Regions from separate parts of the Rattus norvegicus genome. Here region 1 is linked to region 2. Evidence: chromatin contacts called from public Hi-C data. All regions are on one chromosome and are shown on one strand. The core of a region is the stretch at or near the end of the contact, and the rest is flanking DNA. Distances in the headings are between cores, read along the strand shown.

Evidence for each region. A called contact is a pair of places that touch in the nucleus more often than the background predicts.
Region 1: a contact with region 2 is called in a Hi-C map of Schwann cells, with 5 times the contacts expected there. The contact joins the promoter of Gng5 here to the enhancer-like site in region 2. A contact is called at or near these places in 2 of 12 Hi-C or Micro-C datasets (the A7r5 cell line and Schwann cells).

Annotation. Positions count from the first base shown.
Region 1 is chr2:238,050,059-238,057,026 of GRCr8, reverse strand. Gng5 (G protein subunit gamma 5) reads right to left here and starts at 2,073. Exons shown (of 3, transcript NM_024377.2): 1 at 1,968-2,073. The coding sequence starts at 2,048. Spata1 (spermatogenesis associated 1) reads left to right here and starts at 2,251. Exons shown (of 15, transcript NM_001014177.1): 1 at 2,251-2,318. LOC134485993 (a long non-coding RNA gene) reads right to left here and starts at 1,961. Exons shown (of 2, transcript XR_010064493.1): 1 at 1,506-1,961; 2 at 1,309-1,355.
Region 2 is chr2:237,748,668-237,754,856 of GRCr8, reverse strand. Mcoln2 (mucolipin TRP cation channel 2) reads right to left here. Exons shown (of 14, transcript NM_001039005.1): 9 at 5,165-5,314; 10 at 3,445-3,546; 11 at 3,222-3,344. Among named protein-coding and RNA genes, the nearest start is that of Mcoln2, 38 kb to the right of the region's middle. Within about 2 kb of position 2,011, at least 4 of the 93 cell types and tissues checked have an H3K27ac peak or open chromatin away from gene starts, as enhancers often do. A contact at or near this core is called in Schwann cells, where this site is marked.

The sequences.
Region 1 (6,968 bases), core at 824-3,323, 300 kb before region 2:
AGTGAGGCACCTAAGGCTGTGTGACTAAGTGCAGGAAAGAGGATAAATGATGACAGGGAGCTAAGCCCATGGTGGAGCACTCCTTTAATCCCAGCAGGCAGAGGCAGACAGACCTCAGTTTGAGGCCAGCCTGGTTTCCAGAGTTCCAGGAGAGCCAGGGCCATATGGAGGAACCCTGTCTCGAAAAACCAAAAATCCAATGAACAGCCTAGTAATAGCACCAGTGGAAGGGGAAGTCCTTGGTCCTGCCAAGACTGAACCCCCAGTGAATGTGATTGTTGGGGGGAAGGTGGTAATGGGGGGAGGATGGGGAGGGGAACACCCATTGAGGAGAGGGGGAGGGGTTGGGGGATGTTGGCTGTGAAACCAGGAAGGGGAATAACAATCGAAATGTAAATAATACTCAAGTTAATAAAGATGGGAAAAAGAAAAAAAGAAAAACCAAAAACCCAGTATTTTAAACAGCAGCTTTGGACTTAAAACGGAAGGTTGCTAAGACCCAAGCCACAGTCAGTCACTATCCACTATCCAGGAGGTCGACACTGCAAAACTATTAGGCTTCCAAATGTCCTGACCTACCTCTGAGGGTTTCATAAAGCGCTCGTAATTACCACCTAAACAAATGCAATAGTAAGTTTATGCTAGCTTTAAAATGTCACACACAAAAAAAGCACCTAGCATAGGTGTGGTACATGGATGATGTCAAATGGCACCTAACCTAATTTAGGAACCTAAAAAAAAACGTAAAATTCCTAAGTGAGATGTGCCTTGCTGTGGAAACTTCAAAAACTTCTGTGGTGACTTAAAATCATCCCAATCAGAAGCTTTCAGAAGAATTCACACACAAGGCAAGATAAGCTAGGAGACTGGCAGGGAGCAGTTAGGATTTTCAAAGAAAAGGGCATTCTCTGGGAGCTCATTGCTTAGGCCCACTAGGGTTAAGTACCACGACTGTAATTATACATTCATTATTTCCTTTACAACCCACTTTATGATAGTTAATATGTATAAATGATGATGATGATCAATAGGTTGCTTCGAATCTCAGAGCTCTAATCTGGCCAAGACAGAGTAAGTCACTTAGATGAAGTGAGAATTGATTAGAGAAATGGAGTCCAAACCAAGACTGATGGGCGTCTCCCTACCCTCCTAAGGTTACAAGGAAGTTAAGGGGTCTCTGACATTTCTACTTGAGGAAGCTAAATAGAAGCCCTTCCCAAAAGTACATTAGAAATAAGGACTAGCCTGTTGAATATAAAATCAAATCACCTTGGAAGCTGGCAGCTTCTAGCAGGGTGATTTACATTCTTGTTTCTTTTTATAATCGCCGGGAAGTGTTTCACATGTAACCCGACCTATTACATCAGAAAGAAGCCAATTTGATTAGGAAATGAAAAAAATAACCAAACGGTCCTTAAAACAGCGTTTGAACACCTAGATATCTACCAACACGGTCAGAAGGCCTTTCCCCAAAAGTCAATAATAGCCCAAGACACGACACCAACCAGACGGCAAGGTGAGAACAGAGGCCAGCGCTCATCGGTTTCTCCGGCATGTGAGCCAGTAAACAGATACCCCAACAAGGTCAGACGCGAGCACACTGTGGCGTCTGTTCCAAACACCTCTTTGTTCGAGGCAGTACTGAGCAAGGGTGGTGTCCTCAGTCTCCCGGGATGTTCAGCAAACAAAGTTGTTTATTAGGCCGTGGTCTGGGAACTACCCGGGAGGACTCGTGTGTGTTTAAAGGACGAGTACTAGGAGTAAGTCTAGGGCGAGCAGTGTGAGACGGAAATCGGTGGCGAGACTTGGCGTCCGGTAGGGAGACCCGCCGGGGCAGGGAAGAGTCCACCGGCGGCGGAAGGGCGGGCCCCCTCCTCGCCCGCGGCCCACAGCCCTGCCCGAGAGTCAGGCGCCGCGTGTCCACCGGCGTTCCCACCAGGGCCCACTGCCGGCTCGCACACGCTCACCTTCACGCGGTTGAGCCCGGCCTCCAGCCGGAGTTGCTGAACCACCTTCTTCATGGCGGCGACGCTAGAAGAACCCGACATGGCGCTCGGGACAGCCGGGCCAACTTGTCAGTCCGAGTAGGGGGCGGCAGGTCGCAGGACGGCGGAGGCGGGACTCCGAACTTCGTCTAAGTTTCCGGTGCTGTGCGCGCCGCGCATGCGCGGCGACGCCTCCTGGACGGCCGCGGGCTTGGCAGCGCGCGCGAGTGAGGAGAAGGGGCGGAGCGGCCGGTGGGCGCGGTGGCGACCGGGGCGGTGCGGCCCGACGCCCGGCCGGCGCCTTCCGCGTCAGGAGGGGCTGGTTAGGGCGAGGTAAGAGGACGCCCGGGGAAGGCTCGAGAGCGCCGCCTTGGGGCTCGTCGCAGGTGGGAGGGAGTTACTAAAAGCCGGCCGCAGCCCGCCAAACCCAGGGCCGAGGGCACCGTAACCGACCCGGGCCGCGGGACCCCGGACAGTCGGAGGCCTGGCCCGTCGCCGAGAGGTGTGGGCCGCCCCGCACAGCTTCCCGTTAGCGCTGACTGGCGTTCGGGGATCGTTTGCTCTTTCGATGTCTGTAATTGCTTCGTGCTTGTAACCGAACCCCAGAGGGAGTTTTCAGAAGACTCAAAAGTTAAATACGATTTAAATTAGTTCAAGCTCCGGTGTCCTGTTGGGATCTAACATCTATAAACATGAGGTTCGTCAGGAGTGCCGTTTCTTTGGGATACTGAGAAAAATGACAAGATTTGCTCTGGGCCAACACTTCACATTACGAAGCAGTTAATATCAGCTCGCGGGGAAAAAAAGAAATGTGCACCGGAAGTTTGCTGTTTTACCCAATCCTTAACAGTGACTGTCTAAGAAACTTCGGTTTGAATTTAGGCCTACTGCTTGCCCTTGTGTGCTTCGGCAAGCCATTTAAACTGCCGAAGTTAAAACCCTTCCTGTGTTTCTTGAAAACGAAACGAAAGGAAATGTGTAAAGGATATGAAAGCTGAGGCTGGAAGATGGCAGTTAGAGGACTGGGGAACTCCTACAGAGGACCAGGTTCACTTCCCAGACCCCACTCTGGGCAACTCAAAAGCACCAAGTCCAGGCCCTCACTAGAGTCAGGGAACATCCGCATCCACTCACTTACAGAACCACATTAATACATAATATTAAGAAAACAGAATATTGTTTAAGACAGTGTCTCACTTTGTAGCTCTGGCTGGCCAGAAACTCTATATAGATCAGAATAGCCACAAAACTCAGAGAGATCTATCAGCTGCAGTCTTCCAAGCGCTGTGATTAAACGCTTGCCACCAAACTGAATGAATGAATATGACATGTAACACGAATATTTTACCTTGTGACTTGTTACCCATAATGTATGCTAAAACAATGCAGATTTCTAAGATTAACGTGTAACTTAAAGAATGTTTTACCTAATGTTAGTTGCAATAATACTTAAGAACCATGGAGTAAATGTTAGTACTGGAAGGAATTTCAAAGAAGATGTTTACATGGTGCAGTACCCAATATTAAGAAAAGATTGAGAAATAAACAAACTTTATTTTGTCTTAGTCTCAGAAAGTTTATTTTTTCCTTTCCCCAAACGATTGAGTTAGGAAACCAGAGTGCATTGCTGTCTCAAACACCAGATGTCATCATAGTTTTACAGTATGTCCAATAAGTAGTACATATTGGGATAGGAAGGAAGGAAAAATAAAATTGCCTTTAAATTCATTTACATTCGAAGCTATGAATATTAAATACAGTTCATGAACTATCAATATCTCCTAGTAAATGCTTCTTTTTTAACCTTGTACTATTGTTTACATATTAGATGATTAAAGATAGACTTTGTTGTCAAAAGTAACTTGACCCAAAGAGAACCTATTAACAATGAATGGCAAGAAAACACTACCAATAAATTTTGCTATTTTGTGTTTTGTCAGCAGAACATTGACAATTTAAATACTTTCTTCACCTTACTCAGCTTTACCTCACTGGGTCTGAGTTCAATATTAAATAAATAAAATACCTTCAAGATTCATATGACTTTTTAGTTTAGCCTTAAGCCAGAAGGTTTCAAAATGAATTTCTCAGTGAGCTTATATTACTTATTTATATGACTTACATCACATTCTGGAGCTTTGAGTTTACATTATTATAGTATCTAAGGAAGATGGAGTTTGGGCACAATGAGAGACTTGCCTCTAAAAGAAATCCTACAACGTAGGTTACCCAATGCTTTTTCCCGTTATATACATGCAATACATTTCTTTCTATGGCTTTACTAATACATTGGTATAATAATTAGTTTTCATAATTGAATATGGAACATAGGGAAATTTTGTTAAAGGAATGTTTGGAAAAGTGTTTAAGATAGCCAATTTCAAGATTTGCATTTTTAGTTCTACATTTATGCATATTATCACCTATTTTTCAGGGAATGGGGCACTAAATATTCTTTCTCTAAACTGCTACATTTTTTCCTTCAATCTTACCATATTAGCATTCACCTCATGCTATGGGTTCTGTCTTAAATGCACTCCAAAGGCCTAAATGCTAAAGCTTGATTGTCTGCCTATGGTGCTATTAGAAGGTTGGGCCTTTAGGGAGTGAGACCTAGTGGAAGGAAGGCAAGCATACCATTGATAGGGGTATCAGGATGTTCTCCCCTTCCTTACCTTTTCATATTGTAAGCCTCTCATGTGTCCCTGCCACAATATACTGTATTGCCTCAGGTTCCAATCAACAGGTCAAGACGTCATTATAAATAGACTTCATGGTATGTAGGCTCAGAGATGTCCCTGGGCACTTTGTTTATTTAGCTAACAAAACTTACCTTTTAGGAGTGTTAGAACTTTATTAGGTCACCTATGAACTAGGCAGGACAAAACTCTCAGAACAGAAATAGAACCTGAATTTAACCTGATCAGAGAGACCTGTGTCAAGTATTCCCATCATCTGCCAGGAGGTTGACTGTATCCTGATTTCTCTTAGTTTAAAGGTATTGTCACTATCTGAATAAATTTCAGAACTGGAAAGGGTCTTAAAGCCAAGTCATTTTCTTGTCAGTTTTATGACACTGAGACAGACCACAGTAAGTGACCTTATTCAGTATAGAGGACTAGAACCCTGCTTTTCTAGTGTTCAATTCATTTGATTGCTTTCTATGGGGTTCTGATAGATGTAAATATAGCCTAGGTCAACTCCCAATTTTAATGGTTACTTGGGATTTCTAGTCCACTGAGTATCTCTTTGTATTTGCTAAATACAATAACCAAACTAATAACAAACAATAACTAAAAATTACTCAAATCCTTATTTACTTTGAAGAACACTAGAAATTTTTAAAATTTGGTTTTAGGTCTGGAACTGAGTCTCAAAGTTATTTTTGATGGAACTCTGTAGTCTTCTGCTAAGATCAGATGTGACCTTGGAATACTTTTCAATAACTTTATTTTTAACAGATGGTTCTGGGGGCTCAGATTTAAGAGACTTGCACACTCTGTGCAAGTGATCATCCACCGCACTGCATCCCCAGACTAAACAACTCACTTTTAGATAGGTTGGTAACTGTTGGTTGAAATTAGTATACAAGATAAGATTATCTATCTGTGACAGAAAGGTTGTAAAGCAAAATGTTGTAGTTCCTGGGAGATTATCCTAGAGCTCTACAGTCCCCTCCTTGCTCATCAGGAGATTATCCTAGAGCTTTATAGTCCTCTTCTCCTTGCTCACCAGGTCTCTTTATGTTCTAATTGGTAGTACTTTGTCCACTAGCCAATTAGTTTGAAAATCCCAAATGTTATGTTAGGAGTTCATATGTGGAATGGTTTGGTTAAGATCAACCAAAATTCTCTTCATGCCTAAATTTTAATTTAAACTTATTATTGATTAAATAACAAGCCCATTCAAGTTAGTGAAGCATTGGATAAGGTTATTATTATAAAGATAATGTAGAGAAGTCATGGAAGTTGATTCTGTGTGAAAACCTCAAAACTAGAACTATCCCACAGATAAGCCAAACAGGAAGAAAATCAAAGGTTGAGAATTTTAGCAGCAAAAATTCTGGCCTTTATTCCTTATAACTAATTTCATTAGTTTGCCTGTTGCAATGCATTTGCTTAGTCAGTTTGTTTTAAAAACCTTTATAACTTCCAAAAAGTCCAGTTTTCTCATAGTATGAGCATGACTAGTGGCTGTGATGACTGCTCCCTAGCTTCTTTCCCTATATTCTGTTTCCTTCAGCAGTTACCAAATTGTCTTAGTCAGGGTTTCTATTCCTGCACAAAAGATCATAGCCAAGAAGTGAGTTGGGGAGGAAAGAGTTTATTCAGCTTACACTTCCACATTGCTGTTCATCCCCAAAGGAAGTCAGGACAGGAACTCAAGCAGGAAGCAGAACAGCATGCAGAGGCCATGGAAGGAGGTTACTGGCTGGCTTCCCCTGGCTTGCTCAGCTTACTCTCTTATAGAACTCAAGACCACCAGCCCAGGGACAGCACCACCACAATGGGCTGGATCCTCCCACCTTAATTACTAGTTGAGAAAATGCCTTACAGCTGAATCTTATGGAGGCATTTCCTCAAGGGAAGCTCCTTTCTCTGTGATACTCCAGCTTGTGTCAAGTTGACACACAAAACCATCCGGTACACAAATTATATTTGAAATCCTGAGGGATCACCCACCACCACCACCACCAAATCTTACTCCTAATGGACTTATCTTCCTAACAGGCCCTTTTATTTGTTTTTAGCTATTGAAAATTTTAGTCTCAGCCAGGCAACCGGGGGTGGGGGTGGGGAGGGCGGGACACGACACACACACACACACAGAGAGAGAGAGAGAGAGAGAGAGAGAGAGAGAGAGAATATTTGGCCTCTATTACTTATCTAGCTAGAAATAGCCAAACATGACCAATATATTGCTTAATATTGCTGTTTTGCTATTACTTGCAAATGAGTGCATTAGAGTGCAGTTTACTAGAGA
Region 2 (6,189 bases), core at 762-3,261:
GTGTCCAGCTGGTTTTCTTGTCATTATGAACAAATACCTAGCAAGGAAGGAGGATTTATCTTCCTCACAGGTTATTTTTTGGTGGGGGATGGGTCAGATATACAATTTATCATGTCAGGAAGGTGGGGCAGTGGGAGCGTTCAACAGCCACTTGCTTGCATCTCAGTGGGAGAAGAACCAGCATCAGGGCTTTCTCCTGGAGCTCTTCTTTTCCCCTTTATATTCATTCCGGACTCTGAGACCTTATGCCACTGACATCCAGGATGAGTCCTCTGTTAGAACTTTCTGGAAATGCCCAAATGTTAATGCCTACAGATGTGTCTCTGAGGTGACACTCCGTCTCGGCAGGTTAGCCCTCACACCCTGAAAGGTAGACCAACTGGCTCTCGCCAGCAAAGTCGATGAACACTTGACACATTCCAGGCACCAGGGTGGGCACCAAAAACAAGATGAGGAATGAACCACCATCTCTGCTTTCTAGGAACTACGCTGTGTGTACAGAGGCTGCTCATAAACAGCCAATGGGCAGTTCCGTTAAAAAGTCCTGGTGGTTGTATGAAATCACAGAACAGAACAGAACAAGCATTTATGTCACAAATGATGCTTGTAGGTGAGCCAAAAGACCTCTCGCTTAAATGCAGATACAGCCTGCAATCGCTTAGGTCCGAATGACTTCAGGTATGGTTGGAAGGCATGTAGCGAGACTCTCTTTGGATAGGTAGAATGTTTTAGCTGGATCACGATGAATAAGCAAAGCGTCTGGGCAAGAGCGGACGCCTTGGAAATCTCACAACCTTGGCCGTGGCTTCAGCAAAGCGCAATGGTTTATCGGTGGCTTGTTCCTCTTATTTGTAAAATGGAGATAATATAAAACTATTATTCATGCATCACAGTAAAAAAAAAAAGTCCCCTGGAGACAGGAAATGTAAAAGCCACATTAGAGAGGTGCTTAATAATTCAGAGTACGGTATGGAAGCTGATTGGCCGCCTTTAGCTCCCTGTGTCTAGGCATTTACAAGGAGCATGTGCCAAAGCCCATTAGTGCTGGAAATGGGCATCGATGTGACACTTGGGTTCCTGGGGCTGAAGTCAGATGTGTAACAGGAAGGCAGGAAGCTGAAGCGTCTGGTGCTTGGGCTCCAGTCGGCCGCAGCAAGTAAGAATTTCCCCGACACCTTCCCTTTGGAGTCTTTCGTTTGCTTGTTTGATTTAAGTGGTGAAATGGCTTTCACAGGCAAGGCTGCTGTGATTCGAAAAGTGCTAATGAACACTGGTCTCGATGCTGCTCAGCTGTTCTTGATATCAGCATGTGATAACCGAGGCTGGCAGGCCGGGTGTGACGCTGTGATTTACTTACTGTCTGGGTGACCGCAGAAAAAGCCTTGGTACTTCAAGGTTCTTACTCTCCATTAAGGATGGTACTGTCTCACAGGGACGAGAAGATAGGGTATGGTGGCTCTGACCTCAAAATGACCCCAAAGGCACATGTGTTAAAGGCTTGGTCTCCAAACTCTAGCACCATTGGGCACCCTTAGGAGACAGCGCCTAGTGGGAGACCTCTGGGGATATTTGAAGGAGTTGTTGGAAACCCAACCCCTCCTGCTTCCCTCTTTCCTTTTGGATACTGTGCAGCAAATAGGCCTCCTCTGTCCTCTCCTGCCACGATGCACACTACCTGGTCACAGGCCCTAAGGCAATGGGGCCAAATGACCCTGCACTGACTCCAAGAGCTAAAATAAACCTTTCTTCCCTAAGAGTTGGTCTGCCAGGCATTGTATCCCAGTGAGAGGAGGGACAGAGCAAGGGAGATAAAGAACTTGGACACGGGGCCTAACAGAAGGCAAAGGATAGAAGCCATTCAGTAAACGTCAAACGGTATGAACTTTGAACCTTTCAGAATAATGACTGGGGACAGAACTGCACAGAGCGTGTGACAAAGGACATTGGACCACTTGTCCGACTGTCTTGGGACCAATGGTTGGATGAAAGCCTGTTTGGGCCCAATATTTATTCCACACAGTGCAACAGTGCCCTCTAGTGACAGAGAGGTGAAGCTGCTCCAGGAGCAGGAGGCAAGCAAGAGGAAGAAAAGTGCTAATTCTCCCGCAATTGGTAAGACAGTGAGCTCTCCATGTTAGAGTCATCATATCAAAGAGCAATCTTTACCCATGAGTCACCTTCAAAGAAGTGACACGAGACAGGGACAATCGATAGGATCTTAGGATTGACTGCTATGCTGGAGGCTGCCTCTTTGCTCATTGTACTGTTTTTCCAGAAAAAAAGATCAGGACTGCTTTTGGACACACTAAATGTGACAGACAGTGAACACTGGTGTCCCACACTGAGGTTTGATTGGATAGGACAGCAAGGAGGGTCTAAGCCATGTGTGTCACTCACTCTGAGTAAAGCTCACAAAGGACGTAGTATTTTGGTTAACGTCAAGGTCAGAATTTAGGGTTGAGCAATTGTCGGGGGAAAGAAATGCTGTGAGGTACAATGACCCTTTTCACTGTTTGGCTTGAAATACAGCCTCATGCATTTCCAATCAATTGTATCATGGTTTTGAGTCAAGGTCTCCTTCTGTTCCTAGGCTAGCCCAAAATATAGCATTTAGCCCAGGCTAGCCTTGAACTCACAGCACCACTTCCTGAAAGCTCTTGGGATTGACCATAGCTTGACCATATGCTTGACAGTCCTGGACTTAGGATAATGATGGAAAGGAAACGTAGTTAGAAACTCAGCTAAGACACAGACCTGAGACTGTCCAAACCACCCTCAAGGGTGTGCACGCACGTCAAGACAGGTGAAGTGCTCACTGCAGGCAGGGCTGTTACTGTCCTCTGTTGCACTCAGCCAGTATGGATGGAGGCCCTAACACTTCACACTAGAGCAACTCTGTCATAATCCCCTTACTTTGTTTTTTAACGCTTGCTAACGGCGATCCCACAGGTAAACATGGTTCACTGCTAATGAGCTGATGGGACGCATCAGATCCTCAGCCAGGCTCAGACTTCTCTGAGAGGTGCTCCCACATCCTGATGTCACTTCTACATCCCCAAAAGGAGAAAACAGAGAAACAGAAAAAGAAACCCTGCGGGTACTGACATGGAGGGTGCGGGCTGGAAAAGAGAGGCAGAGGTAAGTGCTGGAGACCCAGGGAAAGGGCCCCGCGTGCCCGGCCACGTGCCCGCCGGGATGCAGAAAGAACTGGGGCTACACACCTTCTCGTGGTACGGCCCTAAGACAATCCAACCGCAGAACGTGTAGCCCAGGTAGATCAAACCGGCGCAAGCGCTGAACCGGAGCACTTTGGGCAGGGAGGCCTGCATGGTTAAAATGAGCGCCTGGAAGACAGAGGGGTGGAAGGCTCGGAGGTCGGAAACCATCCAGCAGAACCCGGAGGCGGAGCCCGTGTCAATCACGATGGCGCTTCTGGGAGCTTACATTGTACGTCTGAAAGTAACCCAGATATCGGATGACTCCAACCCAGACAAGGAGCGTCGACGTCCCGAGCAGGATGCTGCACAGGTCATAGTTTGTGAGGTTCTGAGGAAGGAAAAGAAAGCACCACTGAGACGGGCACCCGGGCCCCTTTAACGACGAGAAGAACCGAGTCTCCCCTGCCTGTGTCTGCCACCCCTGCATTTGCTAGGCTGAGACTACAGATTCAAATGCATTTCCAAGGCCAGCCTAGACTATATAGTAAGTTCTAAGCCAGACTGGACTATGTAGCCAGAGTGAGACCCTGTTTCAAAACAAAAATGAGGGAGAAGGAGGAGGAGGAGGAGGAGGAGGAGGAGGAGGGGGGGGGAGGAGGAGGGGGAGGAGGAGGAGGAGGAGGAGGAAGAGGAGGAGGAAGAGGAGGAGGAAGGAAGGAGGATGAGGAGGGGAAAAAAGAAGAGGAAAGTTTCAAATATCTGGTTTTTATTTTATTTTAGCATTTTAATCGTGAACTTATTTTTTTCTAAATAACATTCTGAAATAGGATTTGCATTTGTCACTGACCTAGGCATGAAAGGGCCTGGTGTTTGGCAAAGAACAAGCAATACAGTCCAGCGACTTTCAGAAGCAAACTCCAGTGTGATTTACAGACATAGTTCCGGCTCTCAAGAGATTCTAGGCTTCATCGAAGAGACAAACAGCCATTTACTACAATATGCTGGATTCAATGAGAGATATGCTGGCCACTTGTCACAGAGGCCCTCCCGTGGGTATGGCCAGAGCAAAGCTGGACACACAGCATGGGCTAGAGAGAAGTCTACAGGCTTATGGACAGGGTCAGAGCGCATCCCCAAGGCTGAGATCTGGTGTGTGGAATGGTAGTGTTAGAGCCAGGATGGAAGCCAGAGACTTCCATCAAAGGCGGACCCTAGAGGCCATGATGAGGCGGGAGTCACTTCATCCTAAGTAGATCCTGGGAGGCAGAAAGGATGGTAACAGCAGGATGGGTACTTTCAGGAAGACTGCACAGACACTGTACGGCTGGGTCTGTGGGATACAACGTCAGAGACACAAACAAGAAGGCTGCTGAGACAAGCCAGGCCAGAGAGGAAGTCAGCCTGAGGGGAATAGAGATGGGGGGGGACACTGAAGCCGAGGTGAGCACAGCTGTGTGAGGTTGATGGAGAACAGCGGAGAGAACAACAGTTGAGGGAGTCGGTCCGGCTGTGAGAGCAAAACAAACAACTTACACAACTGCTCAGACCATGTAGACACTCAAGACCCTCGGATCCCTCAGCCATCGGAGACCACACACATCTGAGATGCCCCCACACCTGCCAATGGCTCTTCAGGTGTGCTCAGACCACACACACACACACACACACACACACGCACACACACACACACACACACCTGCCACTGACCCCTCAGGTGTGTTTAGGAGAAATGTCTGCCCTGTGTACCAGCAACTTACACGAGTAAATAGAGACATTAGAAAATAAATACGAAGCCCATCCCTCAGTCGCCCCAAACTCAATCCCCATTCAAATGATGCCATCAGGCATTCCCACAGCACAGCCTCCTGGGGAAGAGCGAGAAGCAGCCTCATGCCGCAGGTGAGAGGAAGGAGAAAACGTGAGACGCAGGCTAGTCTCCAGAGAAATCCGTGTCTTACAGCACCTGAGGTCATCCGGGAGAATATACGGTTTTAGATGCCCCTTACCTTGGCTTTGATTTCCATCTTCAATATGGATCCAATTATTGTCATGAGGTCGCTGATAGTGACCAGGACGTACCATCCATTGATGAACTCCCACCGGTCAGCATCACACACGTGTTGTTTGTACTTCTCCAGGAAGAAGTTTAGAAATCTCTACCACAAACATTTAAAAAGCACGTCTTACAAATGACACTGCCCTCTGGAGGCAGAAGGCAAGAGCGAACAAGATGGCAGACCTACCTCGCAGGGAGACAGTGCCACAGACTAAACTGTGCTGTCAACTCCCGTGTAAGCAAGCATTTGAGCATCTGCTAGATTAACCCAAACACCAAGCACATCCACTGCCCCTCCAACAGCGATATCCCAGAGTGTGTTCCAAATACTGCAAATGATACCCTCATAGAGCTGACTGATGACATCTCGTTGAACTAGGATCCTCCTGGGGTCCAGATGAGGACAATGTGTCCCCCCAGTGCTGTCCCTGAACTTGGCAGGGAGGGACCTCAACCTTGGATTCAGAATATCCAGAGGGTTGGAAGGCAGATATGAAGTAGATGTTTACAAAGTGAAAGTCTGGCAGTTTAAGAGCGCTGGCTGTTCTTCCAGAAGACCTGGGTTCGATTCCCAGCACCCACGTGGCAGCTCGAAACTGTAGCTCCAGTTTCAGGAGATCTGATGCCCTTTCCTGGCCTCTGGGGGCCCTGGATGCACATGGTGCACAGACGCGCATGTGTGCAAAACACTCAGACATAAAATGAAAGTAAATAAATCTCAAAGAAATAATTTGAAACCAAAGTGGAAATCAAGATCTAAGAAAAGAGAACACGGGCTGTTTCCTGCTCTGAAGATCAGATTTCAGGGTCTTCCCGTTTCCCTAACCCCAGTGGGAACCTCTGACCTCAGGCCAGAGTAACACACAGGTAAGCTGAAGTCAGTAAGTTCTCCTGAGAAAACATGCTTTGTTACAATTAAACTAGTTAAGAAATCAAATCTAATTATTTTGTATTTCATTATAGCTCACTCCTTGT